Linked DNA regions of Mus musculus: all the other regions are linked to region 7. A link is a contact called in public ChIA-PET and HiChIP or PLAC-seq data. All regions are on one chromosome and are shown on one strand. Each heading gives the region's core, a stretch centred on a gene start, on an enhancer-like site or on the middle of the called end of the contact. The rest is flanking DNA. Distances are from core to core; before and after follow the strand shown.

Region 1 (2,700 bases), core at 100-2,599, 470 kb after region 7:
CAAGAGAGGGCTGGAACACCGGCGTCAGACACCAGGCCCCTCACCTCTGGGGTGCAGATGTATGAAAAGCACAGAATAAGTCGGAACGTACAACTTGATGTACCAAAAATTAAAAATGGAAGCAGAGGGTGGATCAGTGTGCACGGTCTCACAATACAGTTTCAAAGATAATTGGTAATGTTCTCTTCCCCCCAAAGAAAGTGAGGGTTAAATATAGTTGCTCAGTACAAGGACGGCTGGTCTTCAGGATGTGTAAATTATACATTACAGTTACATAACAGGCTAAATCACAGTCATCAACAAAAGAAAATTTGGCACAATTTGTGAATTTTTATGATTCTAGCTCATAAGCAGAGCTTCAAAAAGAAGGAAAAAAGTATTCCCTTGAATCTGCCATGCAAGTAAAACCTTAAAGAGCCCGAGGCAAGGGAAGGGGAAGGTACCCCCAGGAAGACAGAAGGAAAAAGGGGGACCCTTATCTCCATGCGTTATTGTTACTCTAATAAAACAACACTCAGACATTCCACAAAATTAAAACAAAACAAAACCTCAGAAAACCAGGCCATGCCTTTAGAAGCCAACAAACTTAAGGTGACTATGTCAGAGTCACCAAAGTCATATGAAGAACACAGATCCTTTTAAAATATGTACAAAAAAAATCTGAGTAGCTCAAACCAGGGCCTAGGGAAGAACTCCCACACCTCCTAAGCAGATCGGGAGCCACCTAGCCCCACCTGTACTGTCCAGTGCACACTTCAGGGCCAGTCAAAGCATTCAGCTAGGGACATGCTGGGATCGTCCGAGTCTTCTGTGTCAGGTCCTATTCTGACCGAGAAGCTGGAAGTCTCCTCAGGCCTGCTCGATGTTGCCAATTAACATTCATCTGTGACAAGCTCATCCTCTAATCTCCCACGCAGAAACAGCTGCCATTACTCTGCGAATCTATTAAGCAGTCATAGTGGTCGGGATAAAGAACATTAATGGGAAAACAAAGACACATATAAGGAAAGAAGACAGAAGTCATATATGAAGCAGCAGAGAGCAGAGCCACCAGGACACCCTCTCCTCCATCCTGTCAGACTGTGCCCCACCTGCCATCAAATCAGCACAATTTTTTCACTGCACACTGAATAAAAAGCAAAAACTGCTCTCTTTGAAACGAAGTTGGCCTTGTAAGAACTCTCGGAATTCAAAGGTGATACTCAAGGGACTTCCAAGTGTCTAGCATTCCAGAGAAGCCATCAATCGTGATAAAGCTGAAGAGAGAGGACGCCCTAAGCGTGCCAGAGCCGCTGTACTCCACCTCAGTCATATTTCAGAATGACTTCAAGGAGTCGATGCTGACCCAGATCCCCCAGCAGTTTGATGTGTGAGCGCTGGAATGCTGCCAATCCTTCCAACAGGAGATTCCCAGGCCAGACCAAAGTAAACCTGCATATCAGGTGGGGTGGCAAGCACTCCCACCCATAAAGCTCTGAGTCTCAAAGCACTAGGCTAGCTTGCTCTGTGAATCTAACCCTGACCTGTTAACTAAATACCAAAACAATCTGACAAAGCCAAACCCAGTCCTCTCTTGGATCTGCTCCTCCTCCTTCCCCTCTGCCTTACTTCCTGCTCTCCTCTCCTCTTCCTCAGTGCCTGGTCACTTACTTTGGATTTGTGTGGCTTCCCACACTAAGTGTAGGATCCAGCATCCTGAGTAGCCTGAGAGAGAGAGCCTAAAATGGACAGGTTAGAAGTGTAAAAGGAGGCTGCTTCCTGCAACTCTCCAACTAGGAAGAGGAGAAAAAAAAATCAGGCAGATGAATTCATCTCCTTCTCTTTCCCAAGGACAGCTCTAGTTTACCTCCTCCTCTTCCTCCACTCCCTCCTCTCCTCCTCCACTCCCTCCTCCTCTTCCTCCACTCCCTCCTCTTCCTCCACTCCCTCCTCTCCTCCTCCACTCCCTCCTCTTCCTCCACTCCCTCCTCTCCTCCTCCACTCCCTCCTCTTCCTCCACTCCCTCCTCTCCTCCTCCTCACCACAATCCTTTCCAAGCAGACCAGTTGGCAAGACCAGGGCCCACGCTTGCTTAGCAATTTGCTCAGAGCGGCACCCTCATCTCGTTTCTCCACAGCCTTCCAAGCTTCGCTTCTTTTTGCCCGTGACTCCTATACACCTGGACCTGGGCCTCTCAAGGAAAATATCAACAGCTCTCAGTCTCTGCCTCGGGCTGTCTGCCAGAGAACCCAGGATAAGAGCCTAGGTTTAGCGAAATTCATCCCTGATGAAATTAATAAGAAATCATTAAAATGTACACTGCCTAACTATTTAAGAGTCAAAATAATAAATCCTCAGAGAAAGTAAGAATACTGAGTACCAGAAACCTAAAAGGACCAGGGCAAATAAACACATAAAATGTCACCAAACAACAATGTGCTCAGAAAGCCATGACAATTACATACAGAGCCTCTGCAGTCATGCCACCACCAACAACTTCAGAGAACAAGATCAGAGATTTTCATTACAGAATAATGCTAGGCTGGGACTCAAGCCCACAGTGGAACGTCTGCTTAGCATGCAGACAGCCCTGGGTTTCATTCCCAGCACCACAAACTTAAAAACACAAACAAAATGTAAGAGATGCTATCTGTTGCCCATAGAGTTCTCCGTCTTTCTTCCTAACAAACCTTGATAGCACTCTTATGCACCCCATAAAAA
Region 2 (2,717 bases), core at 119-2,618, 460 kb before region 7:
ATGCTTTTAACCCCTGGGCCACCTGTTCAGGTCTACAGTCCTAGTCTTTTAACATTAGCAAGCAAAAGAAGCCTGAAAACTGGGAGTAATGTCTATGTAAAAAGAAATCACTGAGGGACATATAGAAGGTGTTTCTTTAGGTGGGAAAAGAAGGAGCCTTGAGAATTTGCCAGTATGTTGGGCCAGCAAGATGGCTCAATGGGTATAGGGGCTTACAGCCAGTCTTGACGACCTGAGTTCGGTGAGAAGAGAAAACTGAAGTTCTCCTTTGACCTCTCTCTCTCTCTCTCTCTCTCTCTCTCTCTCTCTCTCTCTCCTCTCTCTCTCTCTCTCACACACACACACACACTGAATAAATGTAATGTATTTTTCAATATTTAGAAACCCTAGGGTGTTAGTACAGAGATGGATTGAGCAGTAGCTCGCACATATCCACAGTTCCTTGTCTGAACAAACATTTCTTCGGAGTAGAAAAAGGAAGTACCCTCCATCTTCCCCCAAATGTCCCAGAACACACTCAAAAAAGAGAGGTAGTCATTAACATGACACCCAAAGGAGACAACATGCTAAAATTAGATCTCATTTTGAGTCAAAATTAGATTGAAAAATGAATCTATAGATGGAAGATTTATAGCCAGTTAATAAAGGAGTTGAGGATATTGGGGGTACATCCTTCATCTTCCTGATTGTTGCCATGGGGATGAACAACGTCCCTAGAGAAAATGCTACTTGGAGGATAAATTAGTATTTCCTAAGCATGACTTCTCAGTATCTGGATCCTCATAACCAGAAAGAGTCAGACCCGAAGAAGGGATTACATCACGAAGTTCAGTTAGCGGAAGAAAGGGGGAGTCTGATAAATCAACTGCTACTCATACAACAGTTACCCGCACTGGGGTATGGCCGGAACTGTCCTCTGCGAAACTAGGACCATAAGGGAACAAGGCGGGGGTGGGGGGGTGGGGGGGTAACCACCCTGGGTGCCATTGAGGTGAGGGACATTAAAAAATGTTCATTATTACATGAGGCCTTCCTTTAAAGACTAATGTATACAAATGTTATGGTTTCTCCTTACCCCTCTCCACCAAGACAACCCCAGAACCTCAGCCCATCAAAGGCAACAGTCCCATCTACTTCTTCCTCGCAGTACCTGGTTCTCTGCCTCCGGGGAGTAGGAACTTTCAGCCCCGCCTTCCTGCCCATCTAAGCCCCGCCTCCCCGGCCCACCTGTGTGCCCAGCCCCTGACGTTGCCGCGGGCCTTCAGCGGCCCGCAGGATCCGGGATCCTCATTGGTCCATCCGCCCACCGGCCTGCTCAGCCCACCAATGGCAACGGTGTTGGGCGGGGGGAGTGCCCACATCCAAGATGGCGCCCCCAGGAGCTGGGAGCGGGTGACCGGCGGCGGGGAAGCGGCCTGGGCTGGCCCTCAGATTGCGGGGTCCCGGGGGCCTGTCGCGGGGCCCCCCCGTGACCCACCGACCAGGCCTTCCCCCGGGCCGGAGAGATGGCCGCCGAGAACAGCAAGCAGTTCTGGAAGAGGAGCGCCAAGCTACCGGGGAGGTGAGCCCAGGACGCTGAGGGGAGTGGGGATTGGACCCAAAGCCTTCCAGATCCTGGTCCCTGAATCCCTCCGTCTTGGGGTACCCCCGAGGCCGGAGGGCTGGTGTCGGAGTAGCCCAGGCTGGAGCAGCTGTCAATCAGAGGAGCCTGGCCAGCTTGGGTGTGGGGTGCAGACTGGGGTCTGGGGGCGGGGAACCTCAGCTGGGAGGTGTCAGGGGACCAGTGTGAGGGGCAGTGGAGTTGGGCGAGTTGCCATTGTCAGCGTAGCCGTGGAGGGCCACCTGCAGACCGCTTCCGACTTTCTACAGAACTCCTTAGGGGTCTCCAACAGCATGGGTGGCTGCTTGCATGAGGGTTGGTGGCCCCATGGCCTTGGTTCCCAGCCCATCATCACATTCCTGTCTTCCCTTGGACTCCCAAAGGGGTTCTGATAGGAGAGCCTGGGCCAGGCCTGCAGGGGTATGAGCAAGACAGGGGAGGGGGAATTCTCAAGCCTGACCTTACTCTGTCTTGAGTTGGTCCTTTCTTTTGAGAAATTATTACAGGGTGGCCGCAGGGTGGAGAATAAGTTATTCCTTCTGGCATCCCGGAGAAGTGATGATTTTTCAGTGTGGATGCATTAAGTTCTTTTATTCTTGTTTTGTTGGAGAGCAGACCTTTCAAGCAACTTATTCCCTTAGTGTTTCTTTCTCTTGTTAGTGTATGTTGACACTGAGCAATTGTCTCTCAGTCAGGCTGCCTTTTGGTTTACTGGTTCCGTTTGTTTTGGGTGATGTCCTGAAAAATGAAAGCCCTATGTGTTTCACTACTGAATTTAAGATTTCTGCCAGCCACAGGCTGCTTGGTGTTAAGAGTTTGTGTCTGGTCACCGCCCTCATGAGTTCTATCCTTAGTGATTTTCCTGTTAAGTCTTTTTTTGTTCAGGTGTAGTCCTTTGACCTGTGACCTCGCACTCTTCCCTTCCTCCTTTCCCTCTCTCTCTCCCCTCTTTCCCATTCTCTCTCCTCCTTCTCTTCCCCTCCCCCTCCCTCTCCTCTTTCTCCCCCTCTTCCGTTCTCTCTTCACACTGTTGAAGACACTCTGCCACTGAGTTACACACAGCCCTCGCCCCCTTCTTCAAGCGAAAGAGAAACTGAGAGTCAGCATTGGCTGTGTA
Region 3 (2,700 bases), core at 91-2,590, 370 kb after region 7:
CAGAACAGCCATGGGTGACATACAAATCAAGAAATAAAGAACAGGAAACCGATGTAGGAACAAAATTCAATCAGACACAGATATCTAGATATGACCTCCAAATCAAAGATGTCCGTCCATTCTGAGACACACCCAGGATCGTTTAAACTGTTGCCACTGCTTAAATGGACTCACTTCTCTGCTCTTATGACAAGACCAGCCGTGATTTCTATGTCACTTCGTTGGCAATCAGGGAAAGGCAACTTTATGGACATAGTCTGTGGGGGCATCCTATATGGAACAAGCCATGTGGAGAGTACTTATGTCCCTGTGGACAGCAGAAAGAACTGCAGGACTGCAAAATATAAGTCAACCTTTGTCAAGATTATATCCACTCTACACTGGTTACGGAATAGCAATGATTACCAATATCTTTATGTAACAAAATTACTTCTAAATTCTATGAAATCCAAGACACTCTGTTTTAAGTAGTCTCTCTCTCTCTCCTTTCTCTCTCTCTCTCTATCTCTCTCTCTCTCTCTGGTTCTTCGAGACAGGGTTTCTCTGTGTAACCTTGGGTGTCCTGGAACTCATTTTGTAGACCAGGCTGACCTCAAACTCAGAAATCCACCTGCCTCTGCCTCCCAAGTGCTGGGATTAAAGGAGTGAGCCACCACACCCGGCTTAAGTTACTTTATTGTCTCTGTTTTGCGTTTGTTTCTATTCTTTCCCTAACCCTAAAAAGCCAATTCTTAAACTCCTAATCCTTTTTGAAGACATAAACTCTAGTCCCTGGATGGATTTGGTGACTGACAGCTTATTTATATAAATGTCAACTGCAGACCTCAGTGGAAGGCATCAGTGGGGTGGGGTGGGGGTGCTAGAGATTAGAGGAAGAATGTGTGCAGAGCTGATTAGCTTATGAATTCTGCTATCAAGTCTTCAGTACCGCATAGTTAACAGCTTCTGGATCCCAGCATCTGCTGATGGGCTGACTCAGGCCATGCTACATTAAATCACTGCTGCTTCAGACAATCAGGCATATGTGGGTCACAGGGTCAAAGTACCTAACACTAGATGCACAGAATCTGAAAGAAGGCCCCTTAGAGAAGTCACAGCCTTAAACAGGGGAGAGGGAAGTAACAAAAGTATGTTTCTTGAGTTGGCTCATCTGGGCAGTACTTCCTATCTCCCCACGGGTAAAAACCCGAGTCAACAAATCTTCTGATTATTTTACCAAGAAGGAAAATGCTGTAATGATTAGTCCTCTTTTAACTAATCCTTTTAATACCTCTAACACCAAGAAAGGTTGTTTCAGAATAAAAAGTCCCTTGTTTCTCCCCCACACCCCCAACAGCCTTTCTCTCACTAATCCTTGCCCTGCTGAATTTAATTGCCTTGGCAACACCAAAACAATGTCTGATCCTAATAGGTCAGCATTGATCGCTCTAAACCAATTGGTTCCTTCATTAGCAAGAAAATGAAGTAAAGAGAAAAGGCAGGTGGCTCCCACACAGGCAGCTGGGCTTCTGCTCCTTACAGAGCCTCTCTCATTAAACAGGAGTCGATCGATTGGCAACTCACTCAAAATCCACAAAAACTATTCATCACTTTTGACACAGGCCTGTTTAACAGGCCACTCAACTCAAGATTTGGATACCTGAGACAGTCTATTTGTGGGACACATCACATTCTTCCCAGGCAGATCACTCCGAAGATCATATGAAAAGAAAAGAGGACACATCATCTAAACCAGCACTTCTGGCAAGGTTTCAAGTAAAACCCAGCACGGCAAATCCTAAAAGGAGCTCTTAAAGCAACCCTTCCTAGAAGCAAGCTATTTCCACAGCATATAAAACCCTGGCAAGGCAAAAGTGTGGTTAGGGCACAGAACTTCAGTGAAGCCAGGCTGAGGAAGCAAGCAGCAATCTATCAATGCCTCACTCAGCCCTCATTAGAGAGGCTGCTTCTTGCAGTAGATGGGAACTAACATAGAAACCTACAGCTGGACAATGAGCAGTAAGTGATGGAGACTTCACAACGTTCAGTCCTAAATGGGATGTCTTCATCAAATCCTCCCCCTCAACCAAGGCTGAGGGATCTATACACAAGAGGACGAAGAAGAGACTCTGAGCCAGAAGTGATAGATGACACCAAGAAAACAGTGTCTACAAGAAACAGCAGGACTGATGTACATATGAACTACAGACTGTGGCAGCAGGCACAGAGCATGCACAGGTTCATGCCAGATAGGATCCCAGCAATGAGAATGTGAACTGGACATGGCCTCCCAACCCTAACTAAGAAACTATCTGCAACTGACATCTGTAGGCAAAGGGAAAATTGGTTTTCGCTGGTGGAGTCTCACTGAGTATTTTAACCACACTCCAACTGGCCAACACAAAATGATCTCAATGGTATTTTGTAGACTTTTTGTCTCCAATTGCTTTATTTGGGCTTTTTGGGGGGGGGGGGCGTTATTAGTCTTTTGTTTGTATATTTTGGTTTCAGGGTTTATTGTGCTGTATATTATTTTTGTTGCTGTTTGTATTTTTGTGTGTGTGTATGAGAGAGAGAGAGAGAGAGAGAGAGAGAGAGAGAGAGAGAGAGAGAAACACTCAAAGCTGCATGGGGGAAGGATCTAAGGACTCGAGGGAGGGAAAACATGATCAAAACATATTGTATAACATTTTTTCAATAAAAATTTTAAAGGGATATATC
Region 4 (2,700 bases), core at 176-2,675, 430 kb after region 7:
CAGTGATCTTAACTGTTGAGCCATCTCTCCTGCCCCTAGTACTCACTACATTTAAAAGCAACACAAAGCAAAGCAAAACTTTCAGCTTTCTTCCATGGCTCTGTTCCCCACAGACCTGCTAGCCCAGCCCTCAGGGTGGCAGGCTGGAGCCGCCCTACCCAACAGTTCTCCTCAGCTCTAGCAAAGCACTTCCCAGACAGAACAGCCTTTTCCCTGCCTCGTGCATCTTCTCTGTCAGTTCAGTATTTGTTCCGTTGTCCTGCTCACACAACTAAATACAGGACACTCTCTGTGGCATGTGCTATCTGTAGAAGGAAGCCATTCTGCTACACTCTGGAATACAGTTCCCAGGGCAGCTCAACTGGGATTCTGTGGGTGGCTGCTGTCCCATGGCCACAAGTTCCATATCACTCTCTGTTCCAAAGCATGGGTGACCTGGCAGAGAAGAGGTCTGGAACTTAACCCGGCAGCTCTCTGGGGGTCCTTAGACAGGCTACGGCACTGGCTGGGCCAGGCCTGGACACGTCTAACTCTACACTCAACAGTCTTTACCACTGGATCAAAGAACTGACTGTGAGAGACCCCTCCCAAACTCTTCAGAGAATGTGAACTTCCACGCCATTCTGGAAACATCCATCTGATTTCCTAGATGCCCATCTGGCAGGCTGGAGGAAATGTATTTGAGGTTTCTATCAGTTTTCCCACTGTATAATGTTGACCATCAAGGTCAGGGCCTGATGGTCAGAGCGGCAGCTCCAGTCTTTAACGTCAACACTTTAAACCTGTTCCCAAGCCAGCACAGCACAAAGGCAGAATTGTCTCATTGCAAATCCCTCTAAGGAACAGGAAATTAAAAGCATAATTCAGGGTGCTCGGGATACCACCTCCTTCCTCCCAGCACCTCTGGAAGAATGGATGCAGGCCTGAGTGAAGGCAGGATATACGCCACATGCTTACAGTTGGTGGAGGGATGCTTTGAACAACTCCAGGAAGACGTATTGAAGTCACTGGCAAATGATTGTTCTGATAAAGCACTGGGACCCTGGGAGGCGAGGCTGTGATTGGGCTGACAGCTTTGCTTAGAAACACTGCTTCTAAGAAGCAACAATTAGTGATTCGTTTGAATACTGCCTTGCTCTGGTTCCGTCCAAATCCCTGCAGTCTCCGGCACACCATAGTCTCTTACCACATAAACTTCAGTCTTATCAAGACAAGGAGGGCAAGGCGTCTTTCAAATGAAAATAATACAAATAGCAAAGGATCTATTTTACTGTTGTGAACTCTGGCAATTTCCTCTGCATTAAAAAGATAATAAGTGTCAAAGCAGTTATTCTAACACATGACAGCTTTGGAATAGAGACAACAGAGCCGGCTCACACACACACTCACTGTGGACACATGGGAAAAGAGCAAACAGTTTCTCTAACAGATTTCTCTGCCTCAATGCCAATATGGCAAATAATCACATGAAAATGTTATTACTCCACCTAATGTTCCCGTGGAGCTTCTAAATAGACAGCTTTGTTCACTGATTGACAAATGCACGGGAACAAGGACAGCAAGGACCCTAGGAGGGGCCCTGGTGGCGCCCAAGCTTAGGTGGGGCTGACACCTGACCAGTGCAGACTCTGAGATGATTAACAAGAGCTGAGGGCTGAGGCTGCAGACAACAGATAGCTTTCCTATCTCCAACGCTGAGGCATGGGAGACAGACATCACAGTCTATCTCTAATAGGTCAAAGGAGAACAGAAGAGGGGACACAGCACGGGACCTGCAACCCCAGGTGTGTAAACCAAAGCCTAGGCAGCACACAGCTCAGCTCATGTGCACCCGTGGGAAAGCTTAGTGTATCCAGAAGGCACACTAACAGACTGGAACAGGAGCTCCACAAATTCCAGGTCAGGACAGCACATAGGAAGCTTCAGACCAGACATACAGCCACCGCTACTTGAGCTTGTTTCTAAAATTAATTAACTAAAAATTTAAAATGAAAATGAAATTTATTAAACAAAATGCTTATAATAATATACTACTAATAAACTATAATGAAATTTAAATTTGGGAATCACTTCGTGGAAACATCCATTTAACATGCTTATATCATATATGAACAGTAGGAAGTGAACCATTACATTTAGAAGACGTGGCTGAGGACAGGGTTCGGCTAACTGAGAACTGTCTAACATGCATGAAGCCTGGGGTTTCACCCCTATTGTCAGACAGAGGGCCTTGTGACACCTCAAATCCCAGTGGTAGCAGGAGGACCAGGAACTCAAAGTTCAAGGTCATCCTGGTACACAGTAAAATTTAAGGCCTGGCTGGGCTATAGGAAATTCTCAACTGTATGTGGGGTGGGGGAAGTGTCAGATGCCTAGAATGGCCAACTCAACTAACTTTTGCTTACTACCTACCTTGTGCTAAATGTAATTTCTATGTAAGCAGCACGCCTGCTTTTCTGTAAGAGCAGATCAGGTCTGTGAGATCACGTTTGAGCTGCTCAGAGGGAGCTCTGTGCTTTACTGAAAAGGCGTGTTTAGCAAACAAAGCTCTCCTTCTCTGAAGTGCTCCGAGCCTTGCTTTATGTTTGTGCTCACGCTCCTCAGATAAGACACACACTGACCGCTGCCGACTGTCTCATCTCCCCATCTACTGACCAGTATCTGATCTGCTGACTGCATTTCCTCTCACCCTCACATTGT
Region 5 (2,700 bases), core at 137-2,636, 290 kb before region 7:
AGGACCACATAATACTGAGTTGTTCCACACCTGAAAAATGGTTTATGTAACAAACCGATTGTCGCTCTAAGCCCCATCACAGTCCTGGAGCACTAGACAGCACGTCAGCGCGGTGCTTACGGATCCCTCAAAGTAGCAAACCACCACTAAAGAGAACAAAAATGCAGCCAGGCATGGTGGCACACGCCTTTAATCCCAGCACTTGGGAGGCAGAGGCAGGCGAATTTCTGAGTTCGAGGCCAGCCTGGTCTACAGAGTGAGTTCCAGGACAGCCAGGACTACACAGAGAAATCCTGTCTGAAAAAAACAAACAAACAAACAAACAAAAAAGGGATCACTGAGGAGATAAGTAACCTCTGGGAGGATGCCTCGAGGGCGTCCAATATTTTGACATTGAAGCCTGATGCTGTCATCTACAAGCATGCTGTATCACATTCCTAGATGTACTGGAACACCAGTGGCCCAAGGGCCCAGGCTGAACATGCCTTCGTTGTAAGGGAGAGGAAACGAGTCCCCACTTCCAGGAAGCCCACCTGAGCATTATTCCCTGCTCTATCACCTTCACCACTTTAAGCTGGCTTCCGCCTTTTCGTTTCCTTGCAGTGTTGCTCTGTATCCCAGGCTGGCTTAGATCTCTGAGCCCTGGGACTATAACCATGTGCCACCTATGTCCTGAGTTCCACGTAGACCCTCAGTTCCCTCGTCTATACGAGCATAACAGACATGCAACAATTCATTGAACATGCAAACGAAACATGCATCAGACGGCTTTTTTTCCATGCATGACAAACTATTTTAAAGGCCTTCCCAAACACCAATTCTAGGAATCTCTGCAGATTTCCAAAGATCCTCAAGCTACAAGGCTGATACCCCACAGGAAAAACTTCCCCTCTCTGGAGACGTTTAAGCCACTAGCAGTATACTGAATAATAGCCTCGCACTCACCCTGGAGTCTTATTAGCTCCATGGTGGTCCCTCACCTACAAGTCCCGAACACCTTTGGTTCCCACCTGTCTCTTTCTGCTAAAGTCTCCCTTAGTCTCCGAGTCTCTCCTTTTAGAATACCCACTATGGCCTGTCTTCTTTGGGACTCCCCTGACCAGGGATGGAGCTGATGGTTCTCAGCTCCATCCCTGCCTTCCTCATCGTGACCCTTCACCTCCCTTCACAGCCTCTCCCAAAGCCACGTCGCCCTCGCTTCCTCCATCTGACCCTCGACGTCGCAGCCGCCGGGCCGATCGACGCCCCTGCGTCGGAACACAGTGACTAACCACGTGACTCGAACCCGACTTCTCCCCCTCACCTCCTGAGCGACACCAAGATTCTCCCGCTTCTTTTTAGTCATATTGCTTGCTGTCTTTTCCGCGCTGGACCAGCCCATTAAGTCGCACTACGCACGCGCAGGACCTCGTGCTTCTTTTTCATTGGTCGGTGCAGAGGAAGGAGGCGGGACTTCTGCGTCGCCATCTTGTTAAGGGGCGCGTCCATCCTGCAGCGGCCATGTTTGTGAGGGGCGGCCTCCGGGTATAAGATGTGCAGGGAAGCAGTTTCAGGTCTACCCGTGAGTGGAGACCTCTTTACGTACTTGAGAGCTTTTATCTTAACTTCCTTCTTTCTTTTCAAACATCTTCCTTCTTGCATCCCTCAGGGCATCCCTGCACCGTTTTTTAGGCTATCCTCGTTCAAATGTTCTTGCTCCTGCAAGGCTCAGCCTGCAAGCCCTGGCCCTTCAGTCCCAACTTGAACTGCTCTGCCCTTTGGGATCTAATATGGTCTTGCACCGTTAATCCTTTCTGTCCTGTGTTCTTTCGCATTAGCTTGTTTTCTGGTGAAATGAGAACAGCCTGCAGACATCACGGAAGGCATGAAGAAGGCTCGCAGCACACCATATTAGCCTGAGATTCCTAGGTCTTACCTGGGCTTCTGGCTTTCTTTTAGAGGCTTGTTCATGCTTAGGATTTTAGAGTGTTTAGACCTTGGACTTGGAGATGTTTTGACTATAACCCTACCACAGGACATAGACATAGAGCTGCCACCAAAGTTTTACAAGTCAGTACCTTTTCTTTTTCATTTTTTTAATTAGATATTTTTAAAATTTACATTTCAAATGCTATCCTGCAAGTTCCCTATACCCTCCCCCCGCCCTGCTCCCCTACCCACCCACTCCTACTTCTTGGCCCTGGCATTCCCCTGTACTGGGGCATATAAAGTTTGCAAGACCAAGGGGCCTCTCTTCCCAATGATGGCCGACTAGGCCATCTTCTGCTACATATGCAGCTAGAGACACAAGCTCCGGGGGGTACTGGTTAGTACATATTGTTGTTCCACCTATAGTGTTGCAGACCCCTTCAGCATCTTGGGTACTTTCTCTAGCTACAAGTCAGTACCTTTAGCATCTGTGAAGTGCTATGGTTTTTTTGTTTTTGTTTTTTTTATTAAAAGAAAAAAGTTAGCTGAGCATGGTGGACATATGAGTAGTCTCAATTATTTAGGATAGTGAGGTGGTGCATCATTTAGAGTCCACAGTTTTGAAATCAGCCTGGACAACAGTGAAACCTTAATAATAATAATAATAATAATAATAATTAATTTTTAAAAAATTGTGGTATGGCAAAAAAACTAAAAGTAGATAGATGTTGTCTGAAAGAGTGGGGATGTGGTTCAAAAAGCTGCCATAGATCCCTCAGGTACCTACGTTCC
Region 6 (2,700 bases), core at 131-2,630, 410 kb after region 7:
AAATATGTGCCACAAGGGACTGGGTCTAACACTGGCCATATCTTGGAGGTAAAGAGCTGAGGCTTTGATAAGTATATCAGAAAGGAACGTACAGTTGAACTTTGGCCCAACAGGCCCCATAGCCCATGCTCACACCATACTAAGCGACTAAGCAGGGAGATCAGCTGCTCCAACACACATTGCAAAGTCTTAAAGTCAAACCCTGTGTATGCCTCTAGATAAATTAAACCATGGCAGAAGGAAAAAAGTGAGAGATTAAGGACACATTCCAATTCATTCCATCCCAAATCAATGACTGGCGATTACCAAGCAGACAAGCCAGCTCACATCCCTTCTCTTTGTGCTGGCACATACTCTATTAATAAAGGGCATTCTAATAAATTCTTTGTTCCCAAGTTTCTATTACAATATTTATGAGGACCATAGGAGAAAATAATTGCTAGAACCACACGGCCCATCTGGGTACTCTTTACTCACATGCACAGACCATGCAGGAATAGGAGTTGGTTCTTGGTGCCACAGCTTTCAAAGGTCACAGAAACGCTGGCTTACACTCAGAAGCATGTGTCGAGGATAGGGGAATAACTCAAAACCAAAACAAGTTAAGGGCCTAGATACATTCAGTTTATAGAGGAGAGAAGCCTACTCATACCTCAAGAGCGCTCACATAGTTAAGACCTATTATTGTGTGCGGAAGTAGGAGGGAAGATAAAATAGACTGAAATTTCTGAGTTTATACCCAACAGATCTATTAAGCACAGAACAGGCCATCTCAGAAAGCAGTGCCAGTTTTTGCAAATGGTAGACAGCAATGTAGCAGAGATGCTTTATGAGACTCAACACTGACTAAATGTTTAGAATGAGGCCCAAAACAAACTGAAGCAGAATTACCTGAGTTTTCATTACAAAAATAAATGTTCAGACTGGGCATGCTGGTGCAGCCCAGCTCTTGGAAGGCATAGGCAGGCATATCCGTGCCTGTCAGGCTAGCTCAGTCTTTAAGTTCCATGATAGCCAGGGCTACACAGAGAAATCCTGTCTTGAAAATCAAATGAGCAAACATACATACATACATACCCCCCACACACACGCACACATACATGCACACATACACAGAATGGTGTAAAATAACCAAGGACAGCAATACCCTGACTAGGGTCTACTTAGTTACCGGGCTCTTGAGGTAGTTCTCATGTACTTGACAGAGAAGGAGACTAGGCTGAGTGACCTGTGGAGCTCCGTCCTCTCTTCCATTTTGCTCACCTCTAGCCTGAGGTAAGGCCCCCCCTTTCCCTGGGTCACCCCATATAACCACTATCCTATCTCATCAATCCACTCACCCAAGCTCACTGGATAAAACACAGTCAAAGCTTCAGCCTCAGCATCGTCAACCACAATTTCCTCTACCCGTGTGTGGCATGTGTCACCAAGCACTCTTGATCCCCACTTGACCCTTTCTTTTCCATTTCCAGCAGACACTGACTGCTCTGTGTGAAGCTATAATCTGGAAGGTCAGCACCGTGTCCCTAATAATAAAAGCCAGTGGTCTCTGGTCATTATACTTGAAAGAAGTCTCAGTTTATATGTCTTTAAATACTGTATATTTGAAAAGACCTTGCTGTGCTTTAAATTGTAAACATAGTTAGAAACACAAAGACTTGCAATCTTCCCTCCTTTAGAAGCACTCATGGCTCTGGAAAGGCTCCTGCCCAGAATGTGGAGCTGGAGGCAGCACCGTGTCACCCTCTGCCCACTCTCCCCACAACACTTCTAACAGTGGCCATTAACCCAGCCCACCAACCTATGTACTCCACAGGCTGCCTTGTGATTATGGGTTCCCCCCTATGGTCAAACAAGGACCCCAAGCCCAAAAGGCCACGTAGCTCATTTTCTAAGGTCAGAGCATTATAAAGAGATTCATGTAGTGAACAGCCCATGTTTATTTGGTTCTGATGCCAGCATACCACTCCCTACACTATGATGCCCCTGAACAACACTCACAGCTCCAAACTTTCAAACTGAAAAGTATACCTACGCCATGGCTTAGCATAATAAATTCACCACTAGTGTTCTGGGTGTATTGAAAGGGAATTAACTGGAGGTTGGGAAGGCAATTAAAGATGTAATAATTTAGGCATGCAGCCATAATGGTCCGCACCGGGTTTGGGCAAAGGGGATGGGAGAGACAAGGATAACAGACATTATGAAAGATGAATTGAAGTAACCTGGCAATGGTTGAAACATCTGCAGGAAGTGAAAGGGATCCAAGCTGATTTAAATTATATGTCTGTGTGACCACAAAGCAAAGGGTGCCATGAGCTGAAAATAGAGAAGACAAAGTTGATGGGGAAGAAATGATAAATCTGTCACAACTGCTGCAATAAAACCACAGTGTGACCCAGATAAAGAGAGGGAACTACTTTTGAATTCACCTGTTTTCAAAACAAGGATAAAAAAACGTGCCTGTGTTACTCGTGAAGGTGACAATAATATCGATGAAAAGGATGTCAGCTCACTCAAGAAGGCAAGCCCGCGCCCGAGGTAAATGCCCCAGTGGCTCCTGCATGCATGCAGCCTCTCTCTCTTCCAGAGCCCCATTCAGTCTGAAGGAGATGGTTAAGAGGTCTCATCTGTTTAGTTGGAAAGCATGTAGCAGGTCCTTCATGAGAAGACCACAGACAATTGTCTGAGTGAAAATTT
Region 7 (2,700 bases), core at 196-2,695:
TCAGCGGAAACAAACTCAGAGAATGCCCAAACTGATATAAAGGAAAGGAAAAGTACTATTTGGTAATAAAGTTAGTCTAAGTAATATTCTCTGGGGCTGGGTTCCCTTGGAGTTGAGAGGGTACATGGTAGCCTTCCCGTAAGTTCTGGACTTTTAAGTTGGCTCCAAACCCCTTAAGGTCAGGTCACTTCTCCAAGAGTTCTGGTGGACGTTTCTTTTGTGTTCAAATTAGTGATCGCTAGTGGACTATTCTGGTCACCGCTGACTGGAGAACAGAAAGAATTTAGGACTGTGGTAAGGAATATTAAAGAATTCTTTCAACGGCTCAAGTTTGGCCACTTATTAATGTCCAGTAGGGATCAAGTTAAATCTTCTCCCCCAAACCAACCATATTTACCCCAGGGAGGTTTTCCAAATCAAGATAGTGGGAGTGGACCTGGGGTACTCCAACTGAGGACATCAGAGGGGTGAAACACTTGGGCAAGTTCCTTCTGCCCCACGACTTGCTATCTAGAGATGTTCCTGAAATTCATTTATGGCAGGACGGAGGCCACTTTTCCGGGGGAACTGTCTGAGTGGGTTGGGAGTAGGGGAAATGGGAAGCGAGATTCTCCGGCGGCTGGCAGTTTGGGGAGGAACGCTTCGCGGCACTCATCAGGGGCGCGAGAACAGTGGCCTTGAAGACCCAGACGGCCAGCGGTGAACGCAGGACACCTAGGCAACTTCCGGGTTTGGAAACGCTCCACCCAGCTCTGGACAGACTACCAGGTCTCCAGGCGCATGCGCCGCCGCTCTGGGACCGACCCAAGTCACCCCAAACAACTAATTGGGCCCCCGGCCCGCTTGGGGCGTACCATTTGTCTCAGCTGGGGGGTGGAGGCAAAGCTCCCCCACAGGACTCTGAAACCCGCTCTCCTTCCTCAGCCAGGAGCGCAGGCTAGCTCTCGTAAAAGTCCTGGGAAGATGGAGGGCTGAGAGGCGGCTCGCACGAGGAACTCGGGAGGAGCACGCACCGCCCAGCCTCCGAGGCTCTGAACAAAGTGGCACGCCCGGATCCCAGCTGATCCGTCGGGCTCCGGCGGCGGCGGTGGCTCCCCCGGGCGAGACCATCGCGCCGCCTCGGGAGGGGTGTCCGCCTCGGGGAGGGGGCGGAGCGGCCATTGTCCGGTCAGCGCAGTCTACGGGGCGGGGGAGGGGATTACGGAGCGAGCGGGGGCCCGGGGCGTCACAGCCGGCCGCTGCGACTCCACTGCCGGCGGGGGCTACGGGTTCCTCCCCACCCAGCCCCGGACCCGCCAGCGCCGCCGCACGGGACAGCGCCGTGGCTGGGGGGCGGCGGAGAGAGCCGCCAAGGCCGCCAGATCTCCCCGGCTCGCACGGCCCAGCCCCTCCTCCGCAGCTCCCCTCCCTCTCCTCGCCGCGCCCCCCCCCTCCGCAGGCCGAGTGGTGCGGCCCGCCTCCAGCTGACCCGCCTGGAATCCCGGCTCGGAGCTCCGGACTCGCGCCCGCCTGCGCGCCCGCTCCCTCCCCCTCCCCCCGCCCCGCGCCCCCCGCCGCTGCCGCCGCCGCCTCCGCTTCCTCCGAGGGGGGCTCAGGCCCAGCCGCCGTCGCCTCCGAGCTCCGCCGCCGCCGCCGCCGAGCACCATGGGAGACGCCGGGAGCGAGCGCAGCAAAGCGCCCAGCCTGCCGCCTCGCTGTCCCTGCGGCTTCTGGGGGTAAGTGTGGGGGCAGGGGCGCGGGCTCGGGCCTCGGGGTGGCGGTGGGGACCCGAGGGAGGCCAGAGCCCCGGGAAGCTGGGCCGCGGAAGCCGGGCCTCGGGGGAGCGGGCGGGGACCGCGGCCTCGGCCTGAGGAGGGCTGCGGGAAGGGGACGCTGGTGGGGGGGGGGGGAGGAGGAAGAAGAGGAGGAATAGGAATAAGAGGAGCAGGAGGACCAGGACCGCTCGGGCCGCGCTACCCTCTGTGGGACTCGCTGGCCCGAGGCCGGCTTGGGGTGAGGGGCCACGGGTGAGCCGGAGGGACGAGGTGGCGGCGCTGGCACTTCTGACGGGGCAGGGTTGCCCCTTTTCCTTTTCCCTTGGCCTGTGGAGGCCAGTCCGCCTCCCCCTCATCTTGGTATGAGTTGGTGCCCAGCCATCAGGAGGGTATTTCCTCTGACTTTTTCACCTCCCCTCCTCCCTGCTGCTCCCCGGGAGATTTGCATCATCACTTCCTAAATTATATCTCAGTCCCCATTTGCTTTTAGGAAGCTGTTCACACGTCATACGTTTGAACAGATCCAGGGTCCAGAATTTGGGCTTGGGGTGTAAAGTTAAAAGGCATTGTTGAGGGTCTTACTTTTTAATCTAAAACATGTTTCAGGGAGTCTGTAAAATTACTCTGTCCAAAAAAACCCCTCCTCCACCACCACCACCACCACTACCACCACCACCACCACTATCACCATCATCACCACCATCATCATAACCACCAGCAACAACAAACAACAACAAGGAATCCCCCAAACAGATAAACACCCCTACCCAACTAAACCGAACCGAAAACAGAAACTTCTCAACAGAACCTCCAGCCAGCCTAGCTTGTGGAATGTGAGAGTTGCCTTCCTTCCTTGGCTCTCAAATTCTCTTTCCCTATTAAAAATTTTCTTTTTAAATGTTCACTACACAGAGTATAGAATTCCATGCCTCATTAGGGTGAGTTG

What was found. ChIA-PET counts read pairs in DNA pulled down with a chosen protein or histone mark. HiChIP or PLAC-seq counts read pairs in DNA pulled down with a chosen protein or histone mark.
Region 1: an H3K4me3 HiChIP or PLAC-seq map of stem cell-derived neural progenitor cells shows a contact between it and region 7, with 23 read pairs. The contact joins the enhancer-like site here to the promoter of Zfand3 in region 7. A contact is called at or near these places in 4 of 39 promoter capture datasets (the C10 cell line, cranial neural crest and embryonic stem cells), 1 of 15 datasets of contacts at CTCF or cohesin (the NIH/3T3 cell line), 1 of 484 Hi-C or Micro-C datasets (nephron progenitors), 19 of 115 datasets of contacts at active chromatin or transcription factors (SST interneurons, bone marrow-derived dendritic cells, bone marrow-derived macrophages and 12 more) and 3 of 9 other capture datasets (adipose tissue, embryonic stem cells and liver).
Region 2: an RNA polymerase II ChIA-PET map of memory CD8 T cells shows a contact between it and region 7, with 8 read pairs. The contact joins the promoter of Tbc1d22b here to the promoter of Zfand3 in region 7. A contact is called at or near these places in 1 of 484 Hi-C or Micro-C datasets (LSK cells), 1 of 115 datasets of contacts at active chromatin or transcription factors (memory CD8 T cells) and 1 of 9 other capture datasets (pancreatic islet).
Region 3: an H3K4me3 HiChIP or PLAC-seq map of forebrain shows a contact between it and region 7, with 2.8 times the contacts expected there. The contact joins the enhancer-like site here to the promoter of Zfand3 in region 7. A contact is called at or near these places in 2 of 39 promoter capture datasets (cranial neural crest and second pharyngeal arch cranial neural crest) and 8 of 115 datasets of contacts at active chromatin or transcription factors (bone marrow-derived macrophages, embryonic forebrain, embryonic hindbrain and 4 more).
Region 4: a contact with region 7 is called in an H3K4me3 HiChIP or PLAC-seq map of forebrain, with 5 times the contacts expected there. The contact joins the enhancer-like site here to the promoter of Zfand3 in region 7. A contact is called at or near these places in 4 of 39 promoter capture datasets (HPC-7-derived erythroid cells, cranial neural crest and embryonic stem cells), 1 of 484 Hi-C or Micro-C datasets (muscle stem cells) and 21 of 115 datasets of contacts at active chromatin or transcription factors (SST interneurons, T-cell acute lymphoblastic leukemia, acute myeloid leukemia and 12 more).
Region 5: a contact with region 7 is called in an H3K27ac HiChIP or PLAC-seq map of embryonic stem cells, with 9 read pairs. The contact joins the promoter of Ccdc167 here to the promoter of Zfand3 in region 7. A contact is called at or near these places in 4 of 39 promoter capture datasets (HPC-7-derived erythroid cells, embryonic stem cells, hippocampal neurons and 1 more), 1 of 15 datasets of contacts at CTCF or cohesin (the NIH/3T3 cell line), 3 of 484 Hi-C or Micro-C datasets (B cells, cortical neurons and double positive thymocytes) and 7 of 115 datasets of contacts at active chromatin or transcription factors (the HPC-7 cell line, embryonic forebrain, embryonic limb bud and 4 more).
Region 6: a contact with region 7 is called in an H3K4me3 HiChIP or PLAC-seq map of intestinal villus epithelium, with 7 read pairs. The contact joins the enhancer-like site here to the promoter of Zfand3 in region 7. A contact is called at or near these places in 2 of 39 promoter capture datasets (the 3T3-L1 cell line and cranial neural crest), 11 of 115 datasets of contacts at active chromatin or transcription factors (SST interneurons, bone marrow-derived macrophages, embryonic basal ganglia and 8 more) and 3 of 9 other capture datasets (adipose tissue, liver and pancreatic islet).

The regions. Positions count from the first base shown.
Region 1 is chr17:30,469,637-30,472,336 of GRCm38.p6, forward strand. The region is part of intron 6 of Btbd9 (BTB (POZ) domain containing 9); the gene reads right to left. Among named protein-coding and RNA genes, the nearest start is that of Btbd9, 110 kb to the right of the region's middle. Within about 2 kb of position 1,350, at least 45 of the 459 cell types and tissues checked have an H3K27ac peak or open chromatin away from gene starts, as enhancers often do. A contact at or near this core is called in SST interneurons, adipose tissue and stem cell-derived neural progenitor cells, where this site is marked.
Region 2 is chr17:29,548,434-29,551,150 of GRCm38.p6, forward strand. Tbc1d22b (TBC1 domain family, member 22B) reads left to right here and starts at 1,369. Exons shown (of 13, transcript NM_198647.1): 1 at 1,369-1,561. The coding sequence starts at 1,506. It overlaps Tmem217 (transmembrane protein 217), which reads right to left and starts at 1,160. Exons shown (of 3, transcript NM_001162901.1): 1 at 1,076-1,160.
Region 3 is chr17:30,377,006-30,379,705 of GRCm38.p6, forward strand. All of the region lies in intron 6 of Btbd9 (BTB (POZ) domain containing 9), which reads right to left. Among named protein-coding and RNA genes, the nearest start is that of Btbd9, 200 kb to the right of the region's middle. Within about 2 kb of position 1,341, at least 29 of the 459 cell types and tissues checked have an H3K27ac peak or open chromatin away from gene starts, as enhancers often do. A contact at or near this core is called in forebrain, where this site is marked.
Region 4 is chr17:30,434,711-30,437,410 of GRCm38.p6, forward strand. The region is part of intron 6 of Btbd9 (BTB (POZ) domain containing 9); the gene reads right to left. Among named protein-coding and RNA genes, the nearest start is that of Btbd9, 140 kb to the right of the region's middle. Within about 2 kb of position 1,426, at least 12 of the 459 cell types and tissues checked have an H3K27ac peak or open chromatin away from gene starts, as enhancers often do. A contact at or near this core is called in forebrain, where this site is marked.
Region 5 is chr17:29,715,631-29,718,330 of GRCm38.p6, forward strand. It overlaps Ccdc167 (coiled-coil domain containing 167), which reads right to left and starts at 1,387. Exons shown (of 4, transcript NM_026782.2): 1 at 1,304-1,387. The coding sequence starts at 1,345.
Region 6 is chr17:30,417,336-30,420,035 of GRCm38.p6, forward strand. All of the region lies in intron 6 of Btbd9 (BTB (POZ) domain containing 9), which reads right to left. Among named protein-coding and RNA genes, the nearest start is that of Btbd9, 160 kb to the right of the region's middle. Within about 2 kb of position 1,381, at least 17 of the 459 cell types and tissues checked have an H3K27ac peak or open chromatin away from gene starts, as enhancers often do. A contact at or near this core is called in intestinal villus epithelium and memory CD8 T cells, where this site is marked.
Region 7 is chr17:30,003,594-30,006,293 of GRCm38.p6, forward strand. It overlaps Zfand3 (zinc finger, AN1-type domain 3), which reads left to right and starts at 1,446. Exons shown (of 6, transcript NM_001356265.1): 1 at 1,446-1,715. The coding sequence starts at 1,645.